7 separate regions of the Mus musculus genome follow, and all the other regions are linked to region 1. A link is a contact called in public HiCAR-type and promoter capture Hi-C data. All regions are on one chromosome and are shown on one strand. Each heading gives the region's core, a stretch centred on a gene start, on an enhancer-like site or on the middle of the called end of the contact. The rest is flanking DNA. Distances are from core to core; before and after follow the strand shown. Region 1 holds the start of Ndufab1 (NADH:ubiquinone oxidoreductase subunit AB1). Region 2 holds the start of Uqcrc2 (ubiquinol cytochrome c reductase core protein 2). Region 3 holds the start of Arhgap17 (Rho GTPase activating protein 17). Region 4 holds the start of Eef2k (eukaryotic elongation factor-2 kinase). Region 5 overlaps Arhgap17 (Rho GTPase activating protein 17). Region 6 overlaps Arhgap17 (Rho GTPase activating protein 17). Region 7 holds the start of Polr3e (polymerase (RNA) III (DNA directed) polypeptide E).

The links. Promoter capture Hi-C pulls out the DNA fragments that hold promoters and counts their contacts. HiCAR-type assays count read pairs that join an accessible place to other places.
Region 2: a HiCAR-type map of astrocytes shows a contact between it and region 1, with 4 times the contacts expected there. The contact joins the promoter of Uqcrc2 here to the promoter of Ndufab1 in region 1. A contact is called at or near these places in 4 of 39 promoter capture datasets (the C10 cell line, liver and pre-B cells), 2 of 484 Hi-C or Micro-C datasets (cardiomyocytes and liver), 2 of 115 datasets of contacts at active chromatin or transcription factors (astrocytes and cardiomyocytes) and 1 of 9 other capture datasets (adipose tissue).
Region 3: a contact with region 1 is called in a HiCAR-type map of astrocytes, with 5 times the contacts expected there. The contact joins the promoter of Arhgap17 here to the promoter of Ndufab1 in region 1. A contact is called at or near these places in 2 of 39 promoter capture datasets (embryonic stem cells and liver), 2 of 115 datasets of contacts at active chromatin or transcription factors (astrocytes and embryonic stem cells) and 2 of 9 other capture datasets (adipose tissue and liver).
Region 4: a contact with region 1 is called in a promoter capture Hi-C map of liver, with 4 times the contacts expected there. The contact joins the promoter of Eef2k here to the promoter of Ndufab1 in region 1. A contact is called at or near these places in 1 of 39 promoter capture datasets (liver) and 2 of 115 datasets of contacts at active chromatin or transcription factors (astrocytes and pro-B cells).
Region 5: a contact with region 1 is called in a promoter capture Hi-C map of liver, with 2.8 times the contacts expected there. The contact joins the enhancer-like site here to the promoter of Ndufab1 in region 1. A contact is called at or near these places in 4 of 39 promoter capture datasets (the 3T3-L1 cell line, liver and pre-B cells), 1 of 115 datasets of contacts at active chromatin or transcription factors (embryonic stem cells) and 1 of 9 other capture datasets (adipose tissue).
Region 6: a contact with region 1 is called in a promoter capture Hi-C map of hippocampal neurons, with 2.6 times the contacts expected there. The contact joins the enhancer-like site here to the promoter of Ndufab1 in region 1. A contact is called at or near these places in 6 of 39 promoter capture datasets (the 3T3-L1 cell line, the C10 cell line, hippocampal neurons and 2 more).
Region 7: a contact with region 1 is called in a promoter capture Hi-C map of the HPC-7 cell line. The contact joins the promoter of Polr3e here to the promoter of Ndufab1 in region 1. A contact is called at or near these places in 2 of 39 promoter capture datasets (the HPC-7 cell line and pre-B cells).

Annotation. Positions count from the first base shown.
Region 1 is chr7:122,100,052-122,104,046 of GRCm38.p6, reverse strand. It overlaps Ndufab1 (NADH:ubiquinone oxidoreductase subunit AB1), which reads left to right and starts at 2,199. Exons shown (of 5, transcript NM_001360744.1): 1 at 2,199-2,392. The coding sequence starts at 2,225.
Region 2 is chr7:120,633,049-120,637,043 of GRCm38.p6, reverse strand. Uqcrc2 (ubiquinol cytochrome c reductase core protein 2) reads right to left here and starts at 1,855. Exons shown (of 14, transcript NM_025899.2): 1 at 1,722-1,855. The coding sequence starts at 1,754.
Region 3 is chr7:123,367,933-123,371,927 of GRCm38.p6, reverse strand. Arhgap17 (Rho GTPase activating protein 17) reads left to right here and starts at 2,013. Exons shown (of 20, transcript NM_144529.2): 1 at 2,013-2,174. The coding sequence starts at 2,122.
Region 4 is chr7:120,840,896-120,844,890 of GRCm38.p6, reverse strand. It overlaps Eef2k (eukaryotic elongation factor-2 kinase), which reads right to left and starts at 2,060. Exons shown (of 18, transcript NM_007908.4): 1 at 1,791-2,060. Gm36449 (a long non-coding RNA gene) reads left to right here and starts at 1,380. Exons shown (of 2, transcript XR_378468.3): 1 at 1,380-2,292; 2 at 3,371-3,764.
Region 5 is chr7:123,336,555-123,340,549 of GRCm38.p6, reverse strand. All of the region lies in intron 1 of Arhgap17 (Rho GTPase activating protein 17), which reads left to right. Among named protein-coding and RNA genes, the nearest start is that of Arhgap17, 31 kb to the left of the region's middle. Within about 2 kb of position 1,864, at least 22 of the 459 cell types and tissues checked have an H3K27ac peak or open chromatin away from gene starts, as enhancers often do. A contact at or near this core is called in adipose tissue and liver, where this site is marked.
Region 6 is chr7:123,292,279-123,296,273 of GRCm38.p6, reverse strand. Arhgap17 (Rho GTPase activating protein 17) reads left to right here. Exons shown (of 20, transcript NM_144529.2): 17 at 1,569-1,802. Among named protein-coding and RNA genes, the nearest start is that of Arhgap17, 76 kb to the left of the region's middle. Within about 2 kb of position 2,208, at least 23 of the 459 cell types and tissues checked have an H3K27ac peak or open chromatin away from gene starts, as enhancers often do. A contact at or near this core is called in hippocampal neurons, where this site is marked.
Region 7 is chr7:120,915,875-120,919,869 of GRCm38.p6, reverse strand. It overlaps Polr3e (polymerase (RNA) III (DNA directed) polypeptide E), which reads right to left and starts at 2,092. Exons shown (of 21, transcript NM_025298.4): 1 at 1,960-2,092. It overlaps n-TLaag4 (a tRNA gene), which reads right to left and starts at 2,353; the gene lies at 2,272-2,353.

The DNA.
Region 1 (3,995 bases), core at 950-3,449:
CCTCCTCCCAATTGTTTTTCCTTGAATACTCCCAATTTTTTTAATGCTCATGATCTCTCTCTCTCTCTCTCTCTTTTTTTTTTTTTTTGTTTGCTTTTTGAGACAGGGTTTCTCTGTGTAGCCTTGGCTGTCCTGGAACTCACTTTGTAGACCAGGCTGGTCTCGAACTCCGAAATCTGCCTGCCTCTGCTTCCTGACTGCTGGGATTAAAGGCGTGTGCCACCACGCCTGGCTATGCTGATAATCTTTAAACAAGAGACTAGTGTCACAGATCTCCAGAAGTCAGGCTACATTAACTGTGTGCTGAGTGAATTCCAAAAGTTATTATACTTGTTGCTAGAAGAGGGCCTCTTTGGAAAGTAGTCAAGTCAAGTCTGAGGGGGATGTTAGTCCAAGTGACTGATCCTCAGGAAACACTGCTTTACCCAGTAGCACAGCTGAGACATAGTAAAATGCAGTGCCCGCATCAGTCAGGCAAGCCAAGGGGTTCTTCTCAAAGGAAGAAACTCATTAAACAAAGCCACTGAGGAACGTTATCAGTGAGCCCCTCCACATATATCCACACGGAGGTTGGCCCATTTGTAATCACACTTTTATCCCCACACTGACTTCTGAGCATGCTCAGTTTAAATCATTGATGAAGGTACTAGGCACATTTTTTAGGTTATGGGGTACACGTTTCTGATATTGAGAGGGATGAACAGGGCCGCTTCTAGGCATGTTCAACTTACACCAGAAAGTCTTAGCTGAAAACAAAGGAAAGGGCACTTTGAAGGTGCGTTAGTGCAGGAGTTTGACTTTGGTGTCTGCCTGCTTAGTGTCTAGTTGGTGTGTGGGCTTCACTTGTCCATTTTTGTTCACCGTCTCAGATCCTGAAGTGTCAAAATGAATTCTACCTGCAAAGCTGTAAGTAACCTGCCTAATCTGTAATATACACACATTGTCCAGTTTCGCTTTTGGCTGTACTGCAGACTGAACCTAGAACGGTCATGCTAGGCAAATTCCCTACATCCATGCATTATCAAAATTTAAAATATGTACTGTTGTACTTCACCATTTCCTGGTCTCCAGGTTACTGTAAGCACACGGAGTTTGGGAGGTTTGTGGAGGGGGGGGTTATTTGTTTATTTATCTATTTTGAGACAGGGCCTTGCTATGTAGTCTAGGCTACCACCATAAGATGATCCTCCTGCCTCAGCCTCTGGAGTTGGGAATGAGGACGTGACAGTCACACCTACTTGGCTACTAGTCTTAAAACTCACACTTATAATGTGTACTGAGTTTTCACTGAAACAACAATAACAAAATCTTAGCGCTATGGGAGAAACGTGACATATTTTATTTTTCAGAGATAGGGTTTCACTATGTAGCCCTGGCTGGCTTGGAACTTGCAGTGTAGACCAGGGTGTTCTTCAACTCTCAGAGATCCTCCTGGCTGCAGAGTGATGGTATTAATGTTGTTTGCCACTATGCCATGATCCCCACCCAACTTTTTTTTTTTTTCTGAAAATGATGCAGTTTTAATATACCATTCTGCAGAAAGGGACACAAAGAAAAGGCAAAAAATTACTGTCGAGTTGATTTTGCCCTGAAATTCCTGCCTCTTTCTCCCATAGGCTAGACATTATAAAATTCACAATCTAGCATATTCCCCTCTCAAATTCTCTATCCTTTTTATTTAGGAGGAAAAACCTTATTTAATGAATTAATTTGAGGCTTGAGAGTGCCCCTTTCGCTGATTGTGGGCCAACCCATATTGTTGATTGCCTAAAACTTCTCTTTATTTATTTATTTTTTAATTATTCACTTTACCTCCCCGCTCCCGGTCAGCCCCTCCCACAATCCTTCCCCCATCCCCATCCCCTTCTCCGTCTCTGAGATGGTGGGGACCCCCCTGGGTACCTCGCTACTTCAAGTCTCGGCGAGGCTAGGCGCTTCCTCTCTACTGACAGCCAACAATATATTTCAGAACTTTGGGAGAAGAATCAAGTCGGTTTCTCTTTTGGGTCAGTGACAGTGTTTAGGGTTAGATGGCATTTGTGCAGTTGCAACCACAGCAGCCCTTGTCCTTCTAAAGGAGGTGGGTGCAGCGCGGCTGGGAGCCGCTAGGGTCCGCCCGCGCCCGCGCAGCCCTCAAGCGCCGCTCTGTACGTCGCCGGCGTACGGCGCTAGCTGCGGCCGCGGCGGGAGGCTGCGGCGCAGTGCATCCTGGGTTGGCGTAGCCATGGCGTCTCGTGTCCTCTGCGCCTGTGTCCGCCGCCTGCCCGCGGCCTTCGCGCCGCTGCCCCGGCTTCCCACGTTGGCCTTGGCGCGGCCGCTCAGCACCACCCTATGCCCTGAGGGAATCCGGAGGAGACCCGGGGCTCTGCAGTCCGCCTTGGCGCTCGCGCAGGTGACTTGCGGTGACTTTGCCGGGGCTAGTCAGGGGTCAGGGCCCCGGGCCGTCCGGGTTGGGGGAGGGGCTGCACAGAACCTGCAGGGGTGATGGGGTACACGGCTAGCCCCACTGCCTGACGGGTTTTGGTTGACCCCTGTCGCGAAGCTAAGTGTCTTATGATTAGAGCACAGGACTTTGACCCAGTCTTTTTTTTTTTTTTTTTTTTTTTTTTTTGGTTTTTCGAGACTCTGTATAGCCCTGGCTATCCTGGAACTCACTTTGTAGACCAGGCTGGCCTTGAACTCAGAAATCCTCCTGCCTCTGCCTCTCGAGTGCTGGGATTAAAGGCGTGCGCCACCATGCCCGGCTTTTGACCCAGTCTTGACTGAAGAACAAAATTGGACACCAGCTCTCATCCTTGCGGAGTGGCAATGAAGTTTAGGTGAGAGTTCGAGTAGAGCACCTACTGCGATTGGCAATTACCGTGGTCACTTCCAAGGACGTACACAAGAGGAAAGCCACTTGCCCATAATAGTCCTCTGCAGAGTATTCTCTAGGTTCCCAGAGTTCTATTGTAATTTCCCCCCTGTGGCACCTTTTGTCTGTGAACTTTCTGGAAGTAAGGATAGGAAACAAGTCCTGTGTAGTTTGCATATTTGATGAAACCAGTGTGGGGCTTAAACTCTGTGAGGATGTCACTTTCAACCCTAACTAGCCCTCTTCCCGCTCCCCTTCTGACTCTTTCCGCTGGTATCAAGCCCTGGCATGGCGTTTTAAGTTCCAGTGTGCATGCAAGGTTAGGAAGTACTGTAGTAGACTTTGGGCCAAGTTGAAGAACCGATTCTCATACTCAGTGACCTTCCTGAAGTAGTGGTTTCAGTCACACCTGCACGCTACAAGAAGAGCTAAGGTTCTACATCCTGTGTTGAGATTCACCGACAGTGTAATAGATAGGCAGGCCATTGTCCCATTGGCTAGACCAAAAGGTTGTCATTATAAAAGTGTTAAAAGGGCAGTAAAGGGGGCTGGTGAGATGGCTCAGTGGGTAAGAGCACCCGACTGCTCTTCCGAAGGTCCAGAGTTCAAATCCCAGCAACCACATGGTGGCTCACAACCATCTGTAACGAGATATTTCGCCCTCTTCTGGTGTGTCTGAAGACAGCTACAGTGTACTTACATGTAATAAATAAATCTTTAAAAAAAAAAAAAGGGCAGTAAAGCTGCTGTGCCTTAGGATCTAGAGACCAATTTCAGATTAAGCTAAAATGTTACTTCTCAAACTTAAGTTGTGCATAAAGTATTTTTGTGGGCTTTCTAGATGGGGTCCTGGGACCATGCTTTGAACAGGTGGTGTGCTCTCTGTCTGCTTTATACAGATAGTAGAGGAACTGCTTTATGCTTACAGAATGGTTTTGGTTACGGTCATTCACAGATGTGGAGACACAGTTGTTTGCAAAACATTTTAGATTTGTTATTGGACTGTGGATGTCCTCTGCACAGCCAGAAAGCAGATGGTAAGCAAGCTTTGTTAAAGGGTTTTCTCTGACTCACCCAGCTTAGATGAGTGAAATCAGTTGGCTTGGAAGTTTCCAGAATATGGAGAGTAGAACAAGGGAGA
Region 2 (3,995 bases), core at 606-3,105, 1.5 Mb after region 1:
GTGCCCTTAATGTCTGCACTACAGTTTCACCCTTTCAGGTGCTGTACTAGGCATATTCAACCAAGAAAGGGTCTTAGCTTTATTGAACAAATATCTACACAATCCTAAAATCAACAACAAATTCTCAGCATAATATGTAATAACTTGGATGATGGATCTAAATGCACTGACTTTACACACACATATACACACACACACATACACACACACACACATTATACACAATGGTATAAAGCTATTAAGATATTCCAATTATGTCTAGGGTTCACAGGATTACTAATGGACATGCAAGCAAATACACTTTCATGATGCTAAGATCCACTAAACATGTTGTCAAGTGTACCTGTAAAGTTCTATAATGCTCCTACTCGGCACTGCCCAGACTGCTGTATGCTGAACACTCAGTCAGTGCTGGGCTAATCTGGCTGCTGGTTTTCACCTGTTCATGGAATTACTACTTTATCCCTTCAGTCCTGCTTGTAAATTATGAATATAATTAACTGTGTCATTTTCATTTTAGTTTGCTGGATAAGGTATATGCAGCCACTTGTGATTTTTAGCTGTGAATTTTTAGCTGTGCCCAAGATGTAATTCCTGTAACATCCAAGTGTAACAGTCCACATATGAATAATCCACACTTCCACTTCTGTGCTTTTGGGTAGTGAAGTTTAAAATCTCCTGCTTCTTTTGGGTTCCTTTCAGGAAAGACTTAGATACAATTTCTACTTTGTTTTAATAACACATGGAAAGTCCTGCTCTCTAAGGACTGCTAGCAATTGGTCTGTCTAGGCACAAGGAATACAACTGCAGCCTAAATTTGTACAACACATATATGTAAGTATAAAGCACAAGGAAACACTATGCCCAGGCCTGGTGTATCACTGTCTAGTCGTCTCTCAACACAGACACTCCTGGCATTTCCGCGTTGTAACTGTGCTGTAGGGGCTGCTGTTGTATGGTTGGATGTCTAGCTGCACCGCTGACCTCTAGATGCTAGAAGCACTCTCTCAACAGGTGGTTACGAATAAAAAGCTCCGCATGTGACCGGCTAGTAGGGGCAAATTAGCCCTTGTTGAAGTTTAAATGCTCCCATTCTCATCTCTTGAAAACCACGATTCCAGCGTGATAACGTGCTGACACACATGAGGTACTCCTCTCCTCACCGCAAGTGACAACTACATATTTTAGGGCTAGTCTTGAAGAAAGATCAAGAGCCCCTCCTGGAGGAAGCCTTTAAATGGGACCCCGAGAAAACGAGCATCTTAAGGAATGCGGGGACTGAGTACTGACAGGAACGAAGGTGCCGGCACTGAGATAAGCAGCGCACCGCGTTTGTGAATTTAATAAACTCGCACGCATTGGGGAAACCGACGCCTCGGGATCAACCCAGGGGCAGAGGTCGTAGGTAGGGGAAGCAGGCGGCCCGGGTGGCGTTGGCCTACACCCTACCTGCTTCTCGAGTGACCTTCAGGAATCTCCCGAGAGCCGCTTCTCCGCCACTCTCCAGGCCACCCTCCTCTTCCGCTTTCCCCGCGTTAGCTCTCGGCTGCTCACAGGACCCGCCGAGCCTCCCAGGCCTCGGCTCGCTGGCAGCCCCCTTCTCCGCGGGGTTTACCTGAAGGGCAGACCCAGGCCTGAGGCCAAGGCCGCACACTCCGCACCCAGCTCCTGAGTGGCCGACAAGCGTCCCCAGCCCTGCCCCACGCACGTCCCATGCTCACCGAGAAGGACCCGGCCCTGCTGAGGAGCTTCATGGCTCTAGCAGTTGCCCTTTCCCACGGTCACCGCTGCAGACAGCAAAGCAAGATGGGGTCGGAGGACCGAGTTTCCCGGTGTGCACTGCGAGCTTGCCCACGCCCCCTTGTACCGGCGGCCCTCTACGCATGCAGTGCTCTACTGCTCCGGTAGGCGGGACGAGCCCAGCTCCTGGGGAGAGGCTAGAGGTCTCCCGGACTAGATTGCAGCTTTTGTAGGTTATCCTTTCTGAGTTCTTTTTCTGCAAAAGACATGCAGCCTGTAATCCCAGCTGCGTCTGCAGCCGTCACAGTCACCCCAGCCGTCTTGGGCCTGCCCGTGAGTCCTCGCAAGTCCGGGAGTCGTCGGCACTCCCTGTTCCTCGGAGGTCGTCCCTCGCCACTTTTACTGTAGTCTTCCCGGTACCGCGAACTTGGTGACCGAGTTCACAGAAACTGGCAGGACGAATGTCTCGTCGAACAGATCGACACACTTGTAGGTCTCCTTGCCGCAAGGAGATCGTCACCAGCAAGGACTCAATCTCGTGAAATTTTCTCGCGCAAATTTGCGCGTGTGTGTATAATCAGGGACTTAATATAGTCTTCTATTGTACTTAAAAATGTTTAACTGTTGGTGATACAGACATATGGCACAAATCATTCGTGTGTTACACTATGATTGAGACTAATTCGGGAACCACTGCTTTCATGAAGCCGCATAGCTGCTTAAAAATGTTTTTGGTTACTTTTATTTTTTTTACAGTCCAGTCGTTGCCAGATTCCCGGTCCGCCCCTCCCACAGTTCCTCATCCCATTCCTCCTACCCCTTCTCTAAGAGGATGCCCCCGCCAGGCCTCAGTACTCCCTGGGGCCTCGTTTCTCAAGTTAGGTGCCTCTTCTCCCACTGAGGCCAGACCAGGTAGTCCTCTGCTGTATATATGTTGGGACCTCGGACTAGCTCATGTATGCTGCCTGGTTGGTGGCTCTGTGTCTGAGAGAACTCAGGGGTTCAGGTTAATTGAGACTGTTGTTGGTCTTGCTATGGGGTTGCCCTCCTCCTCCTCAGCTTCTTCCAGTCTTTCCCCTAATTCAACCGCAGGGGTCTCCGACTTCAGTCTAATGGTTGGGTGTAACTATCTGCTTCTGTCTCAGTCAGCTGCTTGTTGGGCCTCTCTGAGGGTAGTGTCAGTCCTTGGAGCCTCCCCTTGAGCTGGATCCAAATTTGGGCCTGCCACTGAACCTCTTTTCCTTCAGTCTGTTCTCCATTTTTGTCCCTGCAGTTCTTTTAGACAGGGACGATCTGGGTCAGAGTTTTTGATTGTGGGATGGCAACCCCATCCCTCCACTTGATGTCCTGCTTTTCTACTGGAGGTGGACTCTATAAGTTCCCTTTCCCCACTGTTGGGCATTTCATTTAAGGTCCCTCCCTTTGAGTTCTGAGAGTCTTTCACTTCCCAGGTCTCTGAGGGTCCCCCCATCTGAGGGGGGTGGTTTCTATTCTTTTCTGCTGGCTCTCAGAGCTTCACTCCTGATTCTCCCTTACCCCAATACCTGATCATGTTCCCCTTTTCCTCTCCCTGTCCCCTCTCCCACCCAGGTCCCTCCTTCTGCCCACCCCCTCCTAATGCTTTCTACCCCTCCCCCCCAAGTGGGATTGAGGACTTGGGTCTTTGGCTTGTTAACCTTCTTGAGTTCTGTATTCTGGGTATTTTGTACTTTTTTGGCTAATATCCACTTATTAGAGAATACATACCATGCATGTCCTTTTGGGTCTCAGTTACCTCACTCAGGATCATACTTTCTAGTTTCATCCATTAGCCTGCAAAACTCAGGATTGTCCTCATTCTTAATATCCGAGTAGTATTCCATTGTGTAAATGAACCACATTTCCTGTATCCATTCTGTCATGGGACATCTCAGTTGTTTCCAGCTTCTGGCTATCACAAATACGGATGCTATGAACATAGTGGAACAAGTGCCCCTGTGGCATGGCAGGGAATCTTTTGGATATATGCCCAAGAGTGGTATAGCTGGGTCTTTAGGTAAATCTGTTTCCAGTTTTCTGAGGAACCTTCAGATTGATTTCTGAGTCGTTGTACCAGTCTACAATCCCACCAGCAATGGTGGAGTGTTTCTCTCTCTCCACATCCTCACCAACATTCACCTGAAATTTTGATCTTAGCCATTAGGATTGGTGTAAGGTGGGATCTCATGGTCATTTTGATTTGCATTTCCCCGATGACTGAGGACTTAGAACAGTTC
Region 3 (3,995 bases), core at 764-3,263, 1.3 Mb before region 1:
GTTCCCTGATAGGATGACAACATCTGTTCTGCATTGTTCTTTTACTGCTTTCTGTAGCCCAGGCTGACCTGGAATTTGTGATCCTTCTGTGTCAGCCTCCTGAGTAGCTGGGTTTTCAGGCCTATGTCGCCACTGTCTAGTTTCATGGTAGCATCTGAATGTAGTGACTCAATGGCTGACTCAGGTTTGGCAAATGGTCTTGAAGTCCTGTCTGTCTTGCTTTAATAAATCTTGTTGGACGGGGTGCCACAAGCCTGTAATTCTAGCATTTGGCCGGTGGAGGCAGGAGGATCAGTAATTTAAGGCCATTCTCAGCTATGAGACTCCTCAAAAACAAAACAAAACAAAACAAAACAAAAACCCAAACCAAAACAAAGCCTTATTTCAACACTTCCTGTTGTAATTAATGTTGGTGACTTGCAGTTTGCTGCCTGACTTGAGGGTCCACACTTGTGTTGTAATCGCTACAGATTTTTAATTTTCTTGTTCTTTGAGCTCAAGATGCATCCTGCATTAGTTATTTTGCTCTCTGTTTTAAGAAAATGCAGGACAAGAAGCAATGTGAGGGAGGAAGGATTTAAACCAGCTTCCAGTTCTAGGAAGGGATGTTTACCATGATGGGGAAGGCACTGCAATAGACAGTTTTTTGAGGCAGCTCGCAGGAAGACCACACTGCCTCCACGTTCAGAAAGCAGAAGGAGACGAAAGCTCCTAACTCAGCTAGTTTTCTGCGGTCTGGGGCCACAGATGATGGAATGCTGTGGCCCACATTTAGAGTGGATCTTCCCACGTCAATTAACCTGATGTAGAAACTTCTTCACAGACACACACAGAGATTTGTTTCCAAGGTGATTCTAGATTCTGTCACGTTGACACTTTAAACCATCGCACAGCCTGTAAAGGATGCCTTAGCCCACGGGGCACAGGGAATGTTGTGTGGAGCCAAGGCTGCCAAGTCAGGAGGACATGGCTGCGGGTCATAAAACTAACTTGGCTCAGTTGGACGAAAGGGCTCAGCAATGCGAAATGATCCCACCAAGTTCCCCAGCCTGTTACTGTAGGGCTGGGAATCAGAACCTCGCGGTCATTTATGGCAGCGGGGACTCAGAGGCCCATCAGTGCAGGGGCCTAGGGAAGGCCAGTCTCCTTTGGCTGGGGAGTCTGGGGGTCCTCATCTGATTGACCCTACTCTTTTGGCCTTTCCCATGGACCAGTTCAAGTACTGAGGGCGCGGAGCTGGTTCACCCTATAGATCTGCTTCAGCTCACTCCTGCTAGGTTAGGATAAACCCTGGTCTGACCCGCCGCTATAGGTTAGGTCCACTCGCTCAGCTTAACCTCAGCTCGTTTCAGTTCGCCTTCACTTGACCGGGCATCACTCGTCTAGGACTACTATTCCGCTCGGCTTGGCCGGACTCTTCTCCCCCCAAACCCCTTCCCGGGCTGGCCTGACTCCGGGTCCGACTGGACAAGACCCCATCCCTGTGTTCCGCCTTGCCGGACCGGACCAGGATCTGCGAGGCTCACTTGCGTTCTAGTTGTCACCACTAGAGTAGGTAGCTAAGTTTGGCTCTGCTCGGCCCATCCTGCCCAGCTCTAATTCAGAACCGCTGTGTCCAGGTGCCGGGCTGGGGTAGTCTCCGCTCTTCTTAGCAGAGCCACTCTCGTCCGTCTCCGATTGGCTCAACTCCATTCCTCTCCGCTCACCGATTGGTTCGGCTCCACTCAAGTTCGCCCAGCTCTGCTCCGTCCAGCTACGCCTGACTTCTCCGGTTTCGGCCGGACCAAGCTCGGCTCCACCTATCTAGTTTCGACCCTGTTCGGCTCGGCTCTACCCACCTCGGCGCGGCCTCATTGGTCCCCGCCCTGAACCACTTAACTCCGCCCATGTTGGGTCCGTCCGCACCTGTTCCACCTCTCTGGTTTCGGCCTCTTTCGGCTAGGCTCGGCCCAACTCGTGGTAGGGGCGGGCGGCGACGCTGGAAGTGACGCGGCGAGGGGCGGGGCCGAATTGTAGCCTCCGTCACCGCCTCCGGGGCCGGGAAGCGATGTAGGTAGGACCCGCCAGACGGTCCCCAGTTCTCCTCCGCCCGCCTGCCGCGCCGCCACCGCCGCCGCCGCCATGAAGAAGCAATTCAACCGCATGAAGCAGCTGGCCAATCAGACTGTCGGCAGGCGAGTGCGCGGGTCGCGCCGGCGGGGGGCGCGCGGGGGGCGGGCCGGTCCTGCGCGCGAGGAGCCGGGGAGCGGGGAGAGCCGGGCGCGGCCCGGCCTTGGGCCCCGCGGGGCGGGGGTCTGCGCCTAGCTACGGCTTGGGCGCTGCCCATTGTCCTGGCCGGAGGAGCATCGTCCTCGGGAGACTCACGAGGGTCTTTACTCCTCCCTGTCCCCGCCAGCCGGAGCTCGCCGCCTGGTGCGAAAACTCCGTAAACTTGTGTGCCTCTCGCAGTGCCAGGCGCGCAGCTTTGGGGCCGGTGTTCTCAGGCTCTCCCCGCTGATCCGCTGTTGCAGCCTTCCTCCTAGAAGAGCTTGCTGGTCACTGGGAACCTAAGGGGTGTTAGGCTACTGTGGCTTGCCCAGTTAAGTTCAGCCCCCCTCCCCTCTGTGAAGGAATCGAGAACTGCAGTCTCAAAATCCAGGCTTTTGGGAGTTTGCTGTGAGTTCTTGAGGTCTAGAGGTTTGGAAAGCGAAAAGGATGCCTTTTCTCATCTCACCTTGGATGTGGTATTTTCTGACACTGAGTGAGTGCTTGACAAGAAACTGATTTTTTTTTTTTTTAATGAAAGAATACAGGAGGGACAGTAGATGAGTAGGCTGTAGAACAGGAACGATTTGCGGTTTTTAGAGCTTTCAGGAGGCTGTTGTCATGTGCTGTGCTATCTGGAACAAATATTTCAAGGTCTTGCAGGGCGGATAGCTTTGCCGAACCAATTTGCTGGTTATTCTGCACGAAGATAGATGGGTTTTTCACAGCTCTTGCTGTTACCCTCCTCCCTTAGCAGTTAAGGACAGTTTGGTTTGGTTGAAGCACGTGAGACACTTCTTTTTTTATGTGTACGAAAATACTTTTACTTCCTCTTGGGTTTTCTAAATTTGCTTTTTACAATGTTTCATTTCCCCCAACCTTTTGCTAAGTTTTGTTATTGAATTTCTAAAAAGAAAAATAGAAGGGAAGAAAAATCCCTCCATCATGTAATCTTGGTATCCTCTATCCAGACTCAGTCCCTGCCCCTTAAACCCACACATGCCTAGTTTTTTGTTGCGTGTAGAGTTAGAGAAAGACTAGGGTCAAGGCGAGTAATCCTAATGGCATGAACAAGAAATATGATGAGAAGTGATAATTTTCTTGTGAGTCTTGTACTCCTTGCAGATATGCATGGCAGAATCAAAACTTAGTGGCTGCCACAATGCCTTTGTTAGATTTGTTATTGATTAGGTTTCGTCCTGTGTGGGACAAGGGAAAGTTGCTGGTTTTATGCAAAGTCTTGAGAGCTTTCTGCCTTGAAAGCTGGTTAGGGTTTTGTGGGCCCCTGCTTCTCCTTAGTCTCTCTTCCTAGTTTTACATTCTGGCCAGACTTGCCCACTTTCAGTTCCCACAGGAGGCCTATGTTTCTTATATGTTAACCTCTTCCTGGAATTCCCATAAGCCTCTCTTACCACACCTGGCCGATAGATAACCTTTCATGCTCTTCACTTCTCTCAGTCTCCATGTCCTTAGAAGATCCTTGATGTCTTGGATGGGCACCGTCTTGAGGCCATGCGCTACCTGCTTTCTATCTTCAAACGTCCTCTTTACCTGCTCGTGTTGGCTATTTGAGCACCGGGAGAGTCTTTCCTATGAGTCTTGGATTCCCAGGGTCTGTGTGTGACTCCCATCCCAGGACAGATGACCTGTCAAAATTGTCAATTCTGGGACTCCAGCTTGTCCTGCATTGCCTGGTGCTGCGGAATTAAGTTTGGGAAAATATGAACAGGATGGAGTGGTAGTGATTCATA
Region 4 (3,995 bases), core at 811-3,310, 1.3 Mb after region 1:
CTCAAGGAAACTCCAGTGTGGTCCAGCAATCGGAGGCCGGCAAGCAAGCCATGCAGGGGGCAGCTGTTGATAGAACCACAGCCCCGCACTCACTCACTCACCTCTGACTCTTCAGCCTGTGAAATGTTACCGTACTGCAGCGACTGACTCAACCCTTTTCTTTCTCCGAAGCCTTGTAGTCTGTACCTGTAGACCCTGGTTGCAAGAGTTTAGTCAGATACTCTTTAATTTGGTGTGTGTGTGTGTGTGTGTGTGTGTGTGAACACGAAGGTGACTGTGGAAGTCAGAAGAGCACACTGGATGCCCAGGAGATGGTGTGGCACGGGTGAGCCACTCAGCCAGGGCAACCGAGTCCCCATGATCTTACAGCTCTTTCCCCTTTCACTTCAGAGGTAAGTGTTCTCACCCTCTGAGCCGGCCATGCTCCCCCACCCCCCCACAGGCCCTCATCCAACAAGCTTTTAAGGCTCAAACCCAGGATCATCCCAGGTGTAGACCCGGTGGCACCCTGGGACTTGGAGGTAACTGATTCCTGCAGCTGCCTCTCTCACCAACTAAAGCCTTCCTAAAGGCTGTTGCTACTTGGTTGCTGTGCCTGATCCTGAAGTTTTTCTCCTTCACAATAGAAATTAAGGTAGAGAAGGAACCCTAAAAACAACTCGATCCTGCCGTGCACCCCTAGGTTCCTACAGGCCGTTCCCAGGGGGGAATTAACAGCTGCCAGCTGTGGATGACAAGATCTCTTGGGGCGAGTCTGATCAGTGCAGGGTAAAAGGTTTGAAAATACTATGTTTGTGAAACAGCGTGGCATGAGCCATTCAGGAAAGTCACGCCTAACGCGCTCAGACTCTCAAAAGAACCCAGTTCTTTGGAACAAAGGAGTCGCTCCCCGCTAGCCTTCCTTTCCCAGGAACTGTTGCCGCAGCAGAGAGGGGTGAAGAGCTAGCTGTCTAAGGTCGGGGTTTGAACACGGCCTGGACCCACTCCCTCCACTGGCTTCGTCCTCCTCACAGAGCAAACAGCACCTTCCCCGGGAAGTCTTCCCAAAACTTCACTCTTAACCCCTACACTCACAATCCTTGTTTACTTACTCTACATTCCCTACCTGGCCTCTGAGGATCTGGGGTCCACTCTGGACCTCGGCTTTCTCCTCCGTAATATCTGTTCAGTGGTCCCAAGCCAGGGAGCGCCTCATCGCGGAGGACGCAGAAATACTCCCCCAAGGAGAATTCCCAAGTCAGATCTCACTCTTCCGAAACGCACGCGATCAGTCACACACAGGGCGCAGCTGGGCAGGTTTCCCGCAATCCCCTTAGCCGACACTAGCTAGTTTTGGCCCAGGGCTCACCCAGGAGGTCCCCGCCCCCGCGCCACCAACTGCATACGAATGCTCAGCCCCTTGGCGCACAAGTCTCCAACGCCTGCCAACACCCCAACTCCCTCAACCAACAATGCTGCAAGGGCGTATGCAGCTCAGACCTCGAGGTTCCGAGAACTGAGGCCCGCATAGGCCTCTAGTGTGGGGAACCCGGCGAGGGGAAATGTTACTTGGGCGTTTCAGGGGGACAGGCGGGCTCGCCGAGGCACAGAGGAGACCCGGGCGGAGGCCCGCGTGCGCTGCCTGGTGCAACCAGAACTGCGCTCACCGCTTGCCAACGTCTTTCTTTCCTTCCTTACAGACGCAAACACTGAGCCTCGGGGGAAGCTCTGCAACCAGAGAAGCGCCCCAGTGGCCTTTCGGGGGGCTGCTGCAGCGGGACGCGCGGGCTCCCCATCTTCCCGTCACCTACCTCCCACAGTGTGGCAGGCGCGACAGCTGCTGCCCACGGCCGCAAGGATCCCAAGGAGCTGGCAAAGGCTGGCGGCCGGGCGCTCCAGGGTGCAGGGAGGGAGGAGAATCCCCGGTACAAAGCGCAGGCGACAGAGAGCCAGGCCCGCAGCCGCAGTGGGGCGCCTGAAGACGTCGGAGCGCTGGAGCCGAGCACGGGCTGGAGTTGGGGCTGCTGCCGCTGGGGTTGGAGCTGGAGGCTGGAGGCTGGGACCAGGGCTGGGGCGGGACTGACGCACGGGGCGCACGCCCGGGCTCACGTGGCCGTCCCCGGGTGGCCATCACCTCCATGCAGCCGCCGTGTTGTCTTCTGGCTCCCCCGCCTGTTGAACGCTTCCTAGACACCTGGGTCTAACGTTAGATTTCATGCTGTGTGTCTGGTGGCGCATACCCTTAACCCCAGCACTTGGAAGACAGACTGCGGGCGGATTTCTGAGTTCAAGGCCAGCCTGGTCGTCTACACAGTGAGTTCCAGGGCTGCACTGAGAAAACCTGTCTCAAAAAAAAAAAAAAAAAGGGAAATCTTAAGGATTTCATGACATAATTTTGAAGAAATTTAACACTTTCAAGAGAGGGAGGGGTAACGAAGGAGCAGGAGGGGGCAAAACAACAAAAATTGTGTTAAAAACTCATAAAGAATCCAAATTCATGGTAAGCACATATGTATTTAATATTTACATATAAATTTATAAATATAAGTATAGAAAATTATACACGTATATGTAAATATTTAATATATAACCTATATATTTTTGTTTAAATTTAATATTTGTATATAAACATATATTCGGTTTAAATTTATACAGTTCGGCCTACCTGACAATTCCAACTATTTCTATAATTTTTAATTAATAACTTTATCAGGGCCGGGCGGTGGTGGCAAATCCCAGCACTCAGGAGGCAGACACAGAAGGATCTTTGTGAGTTCAAGGCCAGCCTGGTCTACAGAGGGAGTTCCAGTACAGCCAGAGCTGTTACACAGAGAAACTTTGTCTTAACAAAAACAAAAAAGAAAAATCTTTGTCAAGCCTTCCTGGACTCTCTGGAGGGAAAAATCACAGTATTCCTAACTCTGAGCCTAGGGCCTGGCACATAGTGCTTAATGGGTGGGAACTTGGGCATGGTGGTAGACCTCTGCAGTCCCCAGAAAAGCAAGGCCAGCCTGGGCTACATGGTGAAGCCCTTTCTCAAAACTCAAATCTGGTGCAGTGCATGGAAGGAAGGTAGCCCTTGGAAGATGTAAAGACTGAAAACCAGTGGAGGCAGGCATGTGTACTTTGAGGTCATATCTCACCGTATACTTTAGAGTAAAAATCTAAACAGTTGCACATTTTGAGCTATTTGTCCATCCAGCTGCAGTCAGCTATATAAGGTATGCAGGCACGACTAGCTGTATTGTACAGATCATAGGACTGAGACTTATAAAGAATGTATCTTGCCCAGGGACACAGTTAGGAAAGGGTGTGATCTATTTCATTTAATAAAGCAACTGTTAATAGACTTACTGACAGGAGAAACACCATAATATCTATTCTGCCACAGGCTTGTCTGGCCTGGGCTTTCAGATTAAAGACCTGAAGACCTGAACCACCTTGAAGTTGTACCAGCAAAAACACCAGAAACATCCTCTACACTTTGTACTTCCAGAACCATGAGCCAAAAATCCACCTTTTAAAAATTACTTATTTTATGTGTATGGGCGCTTTGTCTGCATGTCTGTCTAAGAGTGTCTGGTTGTCCAGAACTGGGATTACAGTTGTGAGTTGCCATGTGTGTGCTGGGAATTAAAACCAGGCCTTCTTGAAGCACAGCCAGTGTGCTTAAGTCTCAGCCAGTGGTTCTCAACCTGTGGGTCCCAATCCTTATGTCTGGGTCAAATGCCCCTTTCATGGACTGACTGTGTGCTGTAAGCTGAAATAAACCCTTTCCTCCTCAGGTTGCTTTTGGTCATGGGTCTTATCACAGCATCTGACGGTCTGTAGTAGTGTGTTACTGGTAACAAAAGGACCTTGCACACAGGCGAGAGTACTCCTCATACCATTCCTCACAACCTTCCTAACTGTCCTCCACTTAGCACACGGAACAGGCTAGGAAAGTGGCTTTTCCAAGGTTATACAGAGGCATGGTTTAGCCCAGATCTGGGTCTATGCAGATCTCTTGTGTCCTG
Region 5 (3,995 bases), core at 615-3,114, 1.2 Mb before region 1:
GATGATTGTTGGGGGTAGATCTTAGCTCTACCCCTAACAGTCGTTGGTAGTGGCAGTGCTAGGCCTGGCAGTATTCCAATAGACTTTATTTATAGACTGTGTTTGTTTATCCTAGCTTCATTTCTGAGACAGTGAGAAAACACCCTGAAAAAAGCATCTTGGTGGAGGAAAAGGTTTAGTTAGTTTGACATTCCAGATTATAGTCTGTCTTTGAGGAGAAGTTAAGCGGAGTTTAGCGGATGATCATTCCAAATGCACAGTCAGAGCAGGCAGAGACAGATGTCCCATGTCGTCTGCTCATTGCTGCCACTTTTGCTCTAGGCTTGTTTCTTCCTCGTATGTGGTCCAGGATCTCCTGCCTAGGGAATAGCACTGCCCACAACTGTCTGGGTTCTTCTGTATCAATCAACCAAAATAATCACCCACAGACACGCCACACATCAGCCTGATCACCCACAGACACGCCACACATCAGCCCGACCACCCACAGACACGCCACACGTCAGCCTGACCACCCACAGACACGCCACACGTCAGCCTGATCACCCACAGACACGCCACACATCAGCCTGACCACCCACAGACACGCCACACATCAGCCTGACCACCCACAGACACGCCACACGTCAGCCTGATCACCCACAGACACGCCACACGTCAGCCTGACCACCCACAGACACGCCACACGTCAGCCTGACCACCCACAGATACGCCACACGTCAGCCTGACCACCCACAGACACGCCACACGTCAGCCTGATCACCCACAGACACGCCACACATCAGCCTGATCCAGACAGTTCCTCAGCTGAGGCTTTCTCAGGTGATTTCAAGTTGTGGCAAGTTAAAGTTTTAACAGTGACCATCACAAACATACACATGTGCACACACATGCATATGTATGCATGCATGTATACACAAGTGCGAGCATGCACACACACCTGATCGCACGTGCTGACATTTGAATTTCAAGTGCTATAAAACATTATTCCTCTTTTAAAAAAAAAACTATTTAAAAATAATAAAAACTCTCTTCTCTGACTGGCTTTGGCTTGCAGATGTAGTTTGCTGAACCCTTGGATAAACAAGGAGAAGGCTGCAGGATGAAGTATGCTGGGTTTGAATCAGAGTCTCTGCCTCTGATAGGGTGGCCATAGGCAAGTTTCCTTCCACAGCCTTACTTTGCTCATCTGGTAGAAGCTCTTACCTCATGGAGTTGATGTAAGAATTGAGGGAGAGACCAGCTGAGACAGCTCTTCTGTGCCTAAGATACACCGGCTGTCTTAGCTGTGGTGTCTCCGCTCTCAGTAGGGCTCTTACAGGGCTCCTGCAGCCCTGGCAGAACGGTTTGTGATATGGGTGTTGATACCCTGGACCCGTCTTTAGTCATGGTCAAGTAGACTCCACAGGGAGGGGGGCTTGGGAAGCACTGCCTTAGTTTCATGTAGTGGCCTCAGTGTGTTTAAACAGGCAGGGGCACATACAGGTATTTACAAGGTAGGCCTGAGGGCTCTGACCTATGAGGATGCTCCTCAGGTATGTCTGCCTGTCAGACCTGTGTGGATGGCTGTCACATACACATGATTCTATATGTGTGTCAATGTATCACTGGGATCGGGTTCTTCAGCCTTGGCACTGTTCATATTTAGGGCCTGTGGCTGGCAAAAGGATACTTGCTGTCCCTACAGGTGTCCACACGGTAGTTTCCAGAACTTGTGCATGTATGACTTTGTAATGGCAGAGGGGAGCCAAGGCTCCACGTAGATAGAAGGAGCAGTGACACTGGGTTTTCAGGTAGCCATGGAAGGAGGGAGTCACTGAGCGTCCTGATAGGAAGCTGTGACTGGGAAGAAAAGCACAGGGTGTCCATTGCTGCTGTCCTGCACAGTACAGGAAAGGACCAAGGAATGCGGGTGGCTTCCAGGAGCTGGGGAAGGAAGGAAGTGGATTCTCCTCCAACTGTCCGGAAAAGAGCCTGGCAGTGCTGACCCTGAGTTTCTGCCCAGCGAGTGCTGCTTTGAACTTTCGACCTCTAGAATTGCAAGCTAATAATGCATTTGTATCCTCTAAGCCCTCAGTGTGTGGCAGGGTGTTCAGCAGCAGTGGGCGCTAATGCAGCTGGAAACTCAGCCCCTGGTCAGCACTGGTAAGGAGAAAACAGTGTGATGCGGTGAGTGGAGGTCGTCTTGCACTCCCAGCACAGCAAGTCCACACTAGATGTCCCTGGGAGGTTGGGGTGGTGGTAAGGGGACAGTCACCTCTGGTTGGGAATCACTAGTTTAGATTTCGAGTGAAGGATGTGTAAGTTGATAACAGTAGCTTCACCTGCAGTGTGGAGTGACAGGAGCGAGGGATGATTTCCCTCCTCTCTAATCTAGAAGTTAAACGTCTATAGTAATATAGGTGCACTTACTCTTTTGGTTTTCTGATACACGATCTTACTGAGGCCGAGGCTGGCAGTAAACTGATTGTTGTTAGCTGAGGATGACTTTGAACTCCTGACTTCCTGCCTCCCCAGTGAGCACGAGATATAGGCCGACACCACCATGCTCATTTCGTTCCTCCTCATTTTTAAACACATTCATTTTGAAAAGTACTGCCCTAGTTGTGTTAGTGGCCGTGGGTTTTGCTGGGGAAGGCAGTCCTCTGTGCCACAGCCGCTCTTCTGCCTGGTTACATTGGAATTGTTTTACTGCCTCTTTTGAAGTAAAAGTCAGGTTTTGGTGGCACCCGTCCGTCATACAGTGAGGATCTCCCCAGTCCCTGCTGCATGGCAGGTAAATTCTGCACTCGGTGCTCAGGAGGAGGGATGGCTGCTTGCTCTCAGATGCTAGAGTGCCTCAGTCTGGCCAGCAGTGGTCACTGACGGCAGCACACAGCTTACTATGATGGTGTGGATGGACTTCTGGGTCTCTAGTCTGACCAGGAAGCCCTGGGGGTCCCGTGGCAGATGTTCTAGGCACCTGTTTATGTAGTAGTGATCATCTTGGAGACTGCATGGGCATTTTCAACAGTGGCATTTGTTGTGCAGGTGCCACCATGACAGTAGCTTTGCTATAAGTCAGCCCACGAGTCAGTCCATGGGAGGATTGTCAAACCAGCTAGAGCTTTCCCTTTGAGGCTACTGTGCACTACAAAACTCTGCTTTTCTAAGTTGAATGATCCAGTTTGGAAGTACTAGGAGCTGGAGAGATGGATGACTCAGCGGTTAAAAACACTGGCTGTTCTTCCAGAGGTCCTGAGTTCAGCACCCGCATGGTGGCTCACAACCAGTTTGGAAATACTTATGTTTTCTCCTTGCTCAGTAAGTAGGCTGAATGAAAGATAAGCGGATGGCTGAATGTCCCCAGACCTCGTCCAGGGACAGGGAAGCCACAGTGAAGGGAGTGAAGGGAGCCACAGTGCTGCTCTGAGGACTTGAGAGTTCCAGGGAGACATCTTAGGGCTTTAGAAAAACTACAAGAAAAATCCTACCTGGGGAGGTGGTGGGAGGTTGGGGTGGGATAGGGCTAAGCAGATTAGAACACTTGATGAACAAGCTTGAGCTTGGTTTCAATCCCTAGCACCCACGTAAGTATGTAACTCCTGCAACGGGGCACAGAGACCTACAGATTCCTGGAGTTTAACTGCCAGCCACCCCAACCAAAGCAGTGACCTCTAGGTTGAGTAAGAGACCCAATCTCAGAGTGATAGAGGACACCTACCTGACGGCCTTTCTGACTTCCATATATGTATGTGTACGTGTGTGTGCACACATGCCTGCCTCTTTGTCTCTCTCTTCTCTTGCTTCCATATACATATATGTGTGCACAAATGCATATCTCTCTCTGTCTCTCTCAAATAAATAAATAAATGATAGCAAATATTCTGTGTGGAGTAAGCCATATGTAAATGCTTTGAGGGACTGCAAAGTGGCCTGCATAGGAAACAACAAGCCCCAGAGTGACATGGCAAGTGGGCAGGTCCTTCCTGATGCTATTGTTCTCCTAATTAGGC
Region 6 (3,995 bases), core at 959-3,458, 1.2 Mb before region 1:
TGTCCAACTCTACAGGCATTAATCTGTGCACAAAGTAGGGGGCGTAGCCTGTCTGTTAACATCTGCACCTTGTGCACCAGCCTTTACTTGATGGCCTATTTGTGCCCACGGTAAAAAGAGTGCTGTCACACACACTAAATCCACTTACATGTGTCTTGAGTGTTAAGGAAACATAGTTAACGTGTGGATTTTTGGCTGAGAATCATATGAAGACAACCACATTTCCCAGTGAGCTGTGGAGAAACATATTTTTGGCCTTGATATATTTGCTAACTGCTGAGAGAAGCCCCAGAATTTGACAGTCCTGGATGGGAGAAAATGTATGTTTTAAACTTCGAGGCAGTATATTTCCATCCTATTGTCTATGGGCACTTTATGAGATGTTCAGTTCTAATTAAGACTATGATTCCTGCCTTCATCGGGCAACGTAGCCCTTAAGTGAGGAAAATGCTAGCAAGTGACAGTTTCTCCAAGTAAGATGAAGCCGTGTGAAGCAGCTCGCTGCCCTCATACCCTGGCAGACTGCTCACCGTGGGCTTCTCTTGTTCAGAGAAAGCTTCGCTTCCATAGAGGCTTTCCCTGAGATTCACCGTCATCCTTTGTAATTGACTACTGTGACCTGAACCTCACTCAGTCCTTGCCATCGTCCCCTGGTGGCCTATTAGAGCAGTTACTCTTCTGAATTTAAGTTACATGAGGTGTTATTAGTCTCATTAGCCCATGACACACCATTCTTAGCTGTCTGCTCTGCTTATTCTCCAGAAAACATCAGTTAATGGGGTCCAGGCTCTCAATGTTCCAAACTTAAGAAAAGAAAATTAGGGGGCTGGAGAGGTGGCTCAGCGGTTAAGAGCACTGACTGCTCTCCTGAAGATCCTAAGTTCAAATCCCAGCAACCACATGGTGGCTCACAACCATCCATAATGAGATCTGACACCCTCTTTTGTGTCTGAAGACAGCTACAGTGTACTTACATATAATAATAAATAAATCTTAAAAAAAAAAAAAAAGAAAATTAGGTTTGGCAATGCAGACCCTAATGCTCTGAATGAAGAGTGTGTTCCTTCTGCCCCATCCTCCAGACGCCATCCTACCAGAAACCAACTGTTTTTTCCAGCTATCCATAGCTTTCAGCCAAATGCACACATACACACAGTTGCGTCTGTGTCTCCTGCAAGCTCAGGGGCAGTGGTGTGGCCTTGCACAGCCACTGGTGTGCTTATGGATGTGGCTTCCACCTCCTCACATGTGAGATGGGAACTCGATCGATCGATCGGCACAGAACTGTGTCACTCGACATGAGGCTGCCTGCTTGCTCTCAGCTGCACACACCACCTGCTCAGGGGCATCTGTTGATCAGTGTGTGAGGTTGGCTTTGCTAGGGTTCAAAGCCAGAACCAGGTGCTTGCTTTGGTAACTGGGATGACCGCTGACATGTCTTGCCACTTACCTGCATGCTGGGCAACGTGGGCGGCGTCCCTTCAGTGGTTTTAACAGTGAGAACCTGCGGGCTTCTGTCTCTCTAGTCGGCATGTGTGGTGTGTTGACTGTTTCTTCTCTCTGTGTAGCTTTGGTGTGAAGCTAATGGACTTCCAGGCCCACCGGCGGGGTGGCACTCTAAATAGAAAGCACATAGCCCCCGCTTTCCAGCCGCCACTCCCGCCCACGGATGGCAACGCCTTGGCTCCAGCAGGCCCAGAGCCCCCTTCTCAGAGCTCTAGGGCTGACAGCAGCTCAGGGGGTGGGCCTGTCTTCTCTTCTACGGGCATATTGGAGCAGGGGCTGAGCCCAGGTGACAGCAGGTAAGGAGCCCACTTCTGCTGGCAGACAAGGCTGGATGCCCCTGCCTACTTCCAAGTGGCCATCTTTGGCGTGGCGGCAGAGAGCAAACCAAAGTTGCTTTCACTCCTTTGGTTAGTGGGGGAGAGAGATTGCAAATTGCTTGTTTGCTTAGCAGCACATGTTGGTGTGCTTTGGTGCTGGAAAGTAGAGACTAACAGGTGTCTAATGGTGTGCTCGGCCTCTACCTGTTCAGTGTGTAGCTCTCAGTGTTCACGTACCCTTTGCCTGGGCGCTAGCTGAGTCACAGGATTCTTGCCATTTGTCATCCGTTTGCTCATTTAATAATTACATTCAGTTGCACAGAGTTGCCAAATAGCTGCTGTTGCACCAGGCTGCCAGCACACTGGGTGACTAAGGGTCCCTCCACCCCTTAGGCACACGGGTCCAAGAAAGAAAGTAAGGTGGCATGTGTTCTGAAAAGGCTTGTTCATTTGCTTGAACTTTGACACGATGCTGGGAGCTGGGCTTCACAGGGATTACCTTACGAGGCCTTCAGGCTGGAGATTTCTGCTCTGTACCACCCAGTTCTCCACTGATCAAGCAGAGGCCACTGCAGGACTGATCTCTGCTTCAGATCTGGTGGCTCTACAGGAGATGAGCCCTGCCCAAGTGCTGATGTTTCAGTTGTCATTGTTTTAGTCCTTGTCTTTGGACAGCCACACAGTGCCCCATGGTCACAAATGCACAAATGTGCATATGTGTGCAGTACATGTGCACAAAGCAAAGCCTGTTTACCATGTGTGGTTTATCACACAGATGGGTTTCCTTGCGGAACTCTGATTGCATCTTTTTGGTGGTTAGCCCATAATCCCAGTTACTTGGAAGGAAGAATAATTACAAGTTCAAGGCCAGTCTGGGTAACAGTGAGACCTTGTCTCAAAGTAAAAACTAAAGCATAGGGCTGAGGATGTAGCTCAGGTCGGAGCACTTGCAAGGTATGTCAGTAGACGTCAGAGAGAGCACAGGACTCTTGTTTTATCGCCGTAGCTGGACTCAGTGCTTATGTTCATCCATGAGTCCTGTAATCTAGGGAAGTCCATCTTTCAGTCAAGAAGTCTTGGCTGTGCTTTAGGAATGTGCTGGAGGTACCATGCTGTCAGTGACCACTCCGACATGCGGGCCTTGGTTTTAGAGTAAATGGTTTTTGTTTGTCCAAGTGATAAGCCAATTTCCTTATGACATGCAGTTTGTTTAACCAAAGCTGAATATTTAAGGAAGTAGTCAGCCGTCTGCAGAAAGAGGAGTGTGTGTCAGCCATCAGTCTGCCTTCTAGTTTCTATACTTGAAATATCTTTGTGCACACTTCAATGGCATCTGCCCTTTGGTGACCTTGACAAAATGTGATCTTTGGTATAGAAAGCTGTGAGCCGGGAAGTAGGAGGCCTGAATTGGCTGTCAGCTTTAGGCTGTCATCGGGCAGCTCCTCAGAGCTCCTCAGTCCAGGTAACTGATGGCAGAGTTGCTTTATGTTTGTTACTTTTGTACAACAGCTAGGAAAAAGTCCCCAAGCCTCATTTGCTTAAAATAACACCCAATTTAAGGACATGCAAAACAGAACATGAGGCTTACTGTGGATGCTCTGAGATGCTTGGCCTTAATCTCTGTGGCAAAGGAGCTGAAACTTAGTCTGTTACAGGGAATCTCAATGCCTAGTCTCTGAGTAAGATCTACTTATCTGCCCAATCCGAGCTCTTTAAAATGTCAGATAATCTTCATCTCTCTGGGTTCCGATGATTTCTCAAACTCTCTCTGTAGGGCTGGAGAGATGGCTCAGTGCTTAAAATACCCGATGCTCTTCCAGAGGACCAGACTTCAATTCCCAGCACCCACAGGCTTGCATCCACCTGTAACTCTAGTCCTCCTCTAACGTCTGTGCATACCTGCACACATGTAGCACACACACAGATCTTAAAAACAAAACCCCATTGTGTTAGACACTGTTTTGTTTTGTCTGCCATTCTCCAGACGGTACAGCATACCCGGCATTCCGGTAGCTTCTCCACTGTCTTGGTTGTTATGAGAGGTGGCTCAGGAAGGTGTTGACAGTTAGGTTCTAATGCCATTTTGTATACAGGGCTGCCACAGCCTTGACTTTTGGTATCTGTAAGAAGTCCTGGAACTTCACATTCCCAACCCCCCTACAAGGATGAGCT
Region 7 (3,995 bases), core at 843-3,342, 1.2 Mb after region 1:
GGGCTATAACATAGCAAAGCCTCATCTGGAAAAAAAAGTTACAGACACAAAACAAACAAAAAGGCTTCCCTAGCTCCACCCTCCTATCTCCAATGCTCAAGAGACTGCCATTCTTTGTGACTGTCAGTAGCAATGCTACTATAGCATTGCTGCCTTGCTCCCAACCCTCCAACTGTCCCATAAAACAAATCCTTCCATGGACCCCTAAGCCCTTACACGATCTTACCCCTGTCTCCACATAAGCATCTCCTCATGGCCTAGTGACCAATTACTGAACTTCTAACAGGCCAAGCCCCAAGCATCCTTGAGGACACTCTGCACAACAATCCCAGGTCATTTTCTTTTTTTTTTTTCTGGTTTTTCAAGACAAGGGTTTCTCTGTATAGCCCTGGTTGTCCTGGAACTCACTCTGCAGACCAGGCTGGCCTCGAACTCAGAAATCCACCTGCCTCTGCCTCCCAAGTGCTGGGATTAAAGGCATGAGCCACCACTGCCCGGCTCACCAAGTCATTTTCTGGATGCTCATTTTCCTTATATGTAACCACTGCCAGTCCTTCCAGGATTAGACGTGTTCCCTGACAACTCAACTGAAACAGCCGCTTCCAGCCCCTTCCATTACAAGCATAATTCCTTATTTCCTGAATGGTCCTAAGCTGGAACTTCCTGATCTGCTTGCTGGTCAGGTGTTAGCTGTCCTCTGTACTAGACTTTAAACTCTACGAAGGCTTCTCTATGCTTCACATTCCTGGACCATTAAGTGGAGATAATAATTATACTTGGTCGTGGTTATGGGATCATTACTTTTAAAATTAAAAAAAAAAAATCACAGTTCTTTCTCCCAAATATTAATGATGCCAGGCATCAATATAGTACCAAATAATACTCTTCTCATTAGCTGTGCAAATCAAAATTTATAGTGCCCAACTTCGAATTGGTTTACCCAAGGTCACAGCCCCCCAAGAAAACAGGTAAAGAAATCCAAATCTAGCTGATGCCAAGAGCCTTGGTTTTATTCTTAACTAACATGCTGCACATCTCTTTGGTAAAAGGCAGTATGGTGTAGTGGTTAAGAGGTTGGACTGCCGTGCAAAACCTTACAGGTTCAAATCCTACCTCTTCAATATAGCAGCTGATTAGCGACGTGAATTGCATAACCCTGGGTCCTTTCCTATTTTAAACCACACACCGGCTTCAAAGGGATAAGGCGAACCTAGAAGGACTGTTGCTACGTGGCAACATGTTTTCTTCCAATATAAGACCGAACAAGACAGCCACAAATGAAAGAAGCAGGAGTGTCACCCATCTTACACTCATTAAAACACCGTAGCACGGGAATCATATCCCCATTTCACAGATAAAGGTATGATCTTATCTTTTCGCTCCCAAACCCAGGAACTCTAAAACAATATTCCAGGATGACCCGGTATGTGCACCATCCCCCGTTACTGGAAGGTCCCCGGGTCCACGAAGCAGTCGCCACTCTGCTTAAACACAGATCAATGAATGAGGCGTCCCGGGCCCGCTCGGGCTAAGCAGAGTTGACCAGGTTCAACGACCCCTGCCCATGCAGGCGGCCCCGAGTCCAGTGGCTTTCTCCATGTCGCCGGTGCTCAGGCGCCCTTCCCACTCTTCCGAAAGCCGCCACGCCACCGGGCACCAGTGCCCTCGCAGGTGCGGTTCGGGAGCCAGGCCCGGGCGGGGCAGCGCGGCCGAAGCCTGAGTCAGCGCGGGCCGCACCGCCGTCGTCTCCCCACCGTCCAGCCGAACGGAGCGACCCAGGCCCGGGGCGGCCTGGAAAGCCGGGCGGCCACCTTGCGCCCTGCCCTGGTCCCGGGAGGCCGCGGCCCCTCGGCACGCAGCGGCGGGGGCCTGTCTGGCCTAGTCAGCAGCGCGGCCCGGAGCACCGAGCGAGTGCGACGGCTGCGACCCGGATCCCGAGGCTGCCGAGTCGGGGCTCACCTCTCCGCCGGGGCCGCGCGCGGGCGGCGGAACGGCCCAGGGACCCGCGGGCTGCAGAGACGGCGGCGGCCGGGTCTTCTATCAGGCAGCGGCCATGTTCCTGCTGGAGAAACTCCGCCGGACACGTGGGGGGAGCGGGGCCGGCCCTCGCGCTTCCTCTTACCCACAATGCCCCGCCCCGGCGCGCGCGGGACCGCCCCTTCGGCGAGCTGCTCGTGGTGCAGAGAGCGCACATCGACAGCAGGGGTCGCCGCTGCGCTCGCAGAAGGAACCTAGAGCGAAAGACGCTGAGACAAAAGAAAAAGCCTGCCTTGGCAGCGGTGGGATTCGAACCCACGCCCCCGAAGAGACTGGAGCCTTAATCCAGCGCCTTAGACCGCTCGGCCACACTACCCAGCTGTTGACGTCGTTTTCTAAGAAGCTACTTATTGGATTGACACGTATATTTTCTTTCGATTCTTGGAGTTATATTTATTTATTTTATTTCCTGCCGATAGAAATTGCCATAAACAATATTATCATCATGCCACTTATTGAAATAAAAGTATTTAGATGCAAGCTTGTTCCAAATAAGTTTTAAAGCAAAGGATAGTTTATTTTGCGTTCTGAGTCAGTTGGTTAAGGTGTCAGGTTAAGCCACTCAGACACTCAAAAACCCGAATTCGATGTCTGGTTCTGTCAGTAACTTTCACCAAGCTCTCAGAGCTGAACTGTAACCCCAGGTCTGCAGAGTTCTATCTGAAAATTTACGTGTTTAAATTTTTAGTACACAAACAATTTTAAAACTTTGCAGATAAAATATATTCTTTGTAATATTCAAAATAAGATTCTTCGAGCTTTGACTTGCTCTAGTTTCCTAGTACCCAGCATTATTGGCTGATTGTACATCCTTTCTGCTCTTTTGCTGTCAATGTTTATCTCCATAGAAAATAGTTTTGTTCATATTGTGAATGGGTTGGTATATAAATATTAACACAGTAACACATAGAGATATACAGCTGGCTGGTTTTTCACTATACTTTTGATTTATTTTCTGTTTTGCTTTTGTTTTTAACCAGACTTTATTTTTAAGTATCTTTGCATGTTAATATGCCCATACAGACTTTTACGTTTACTTTATTTATTTGTTTGGGAGTGGGGAACGGGCGGGGGCGGGCCGTGGAGGTCAGAGGACAACTTGCCTGATGAATAAGTTCTTTTGTTCCACCCTGTGGGGGCGTCTTAGGTTGTCAGGCTTCGAGGCAAGTGTGTTTACCTACCTTCTGACCGAGCTATCTCACCAGCCCTAGATATTTTAAAACACTGAAAAAGATGAAAAAAAAAATAGTCACACACACCCCATATTTCCACCACCTAGAATTAAACTCATTTCTGCATTTACATTTGAACATGCATACATATTCATTTGTTGTTTAAACTAAGGTTCACAATGCCCAGGCTGGCTTTGAACTACGTGCATTGATGAGTTTGAATTTCTGATCCTCCTGCCTGCACTTCCTAAGTACCAGAATTACAGCCTTGCACCTGGCCAATATGGCATTTTGCTTCCAATTATTTTCTTGTGTACATAATTTTTATTAAAAGTTACACAAGTAAGGCCTTCGAAATGGCTAAGCGTGTAAAAGCATGTAAAAATCCCTGGGACCCACATGATAGAAAAAGAATCATCCACAAGCTGTTCTCTGTCACACATACTCACACGATAATTAAGTAATTAATTAATTAAGTAAGATACACAGGTGATAAATGTAATGTACACTTTAAAACTGTGTCTTAAAATATGGGCTAAGAGATGGTAAGCACACTCCTTTAGTACCAGCACTTGGGAGGCAGAGGCAGGTGGATCGCTAAGTTGAAGGCCAGCCTGGTGTACAGATGAGTTCCAGGACAGCCAGGGCTAAACAGAGAAACCCTATCATGGAAAAACTGTGTGTGTGTGGGGGAGGGGGTGGGGTGGGGGGTCTGTGTGTATATCTGTGTGTGTCTGTCTGTGTGTGTCTGTGTGACGTAATGGTGCATATCTATGGTCCCAGCCA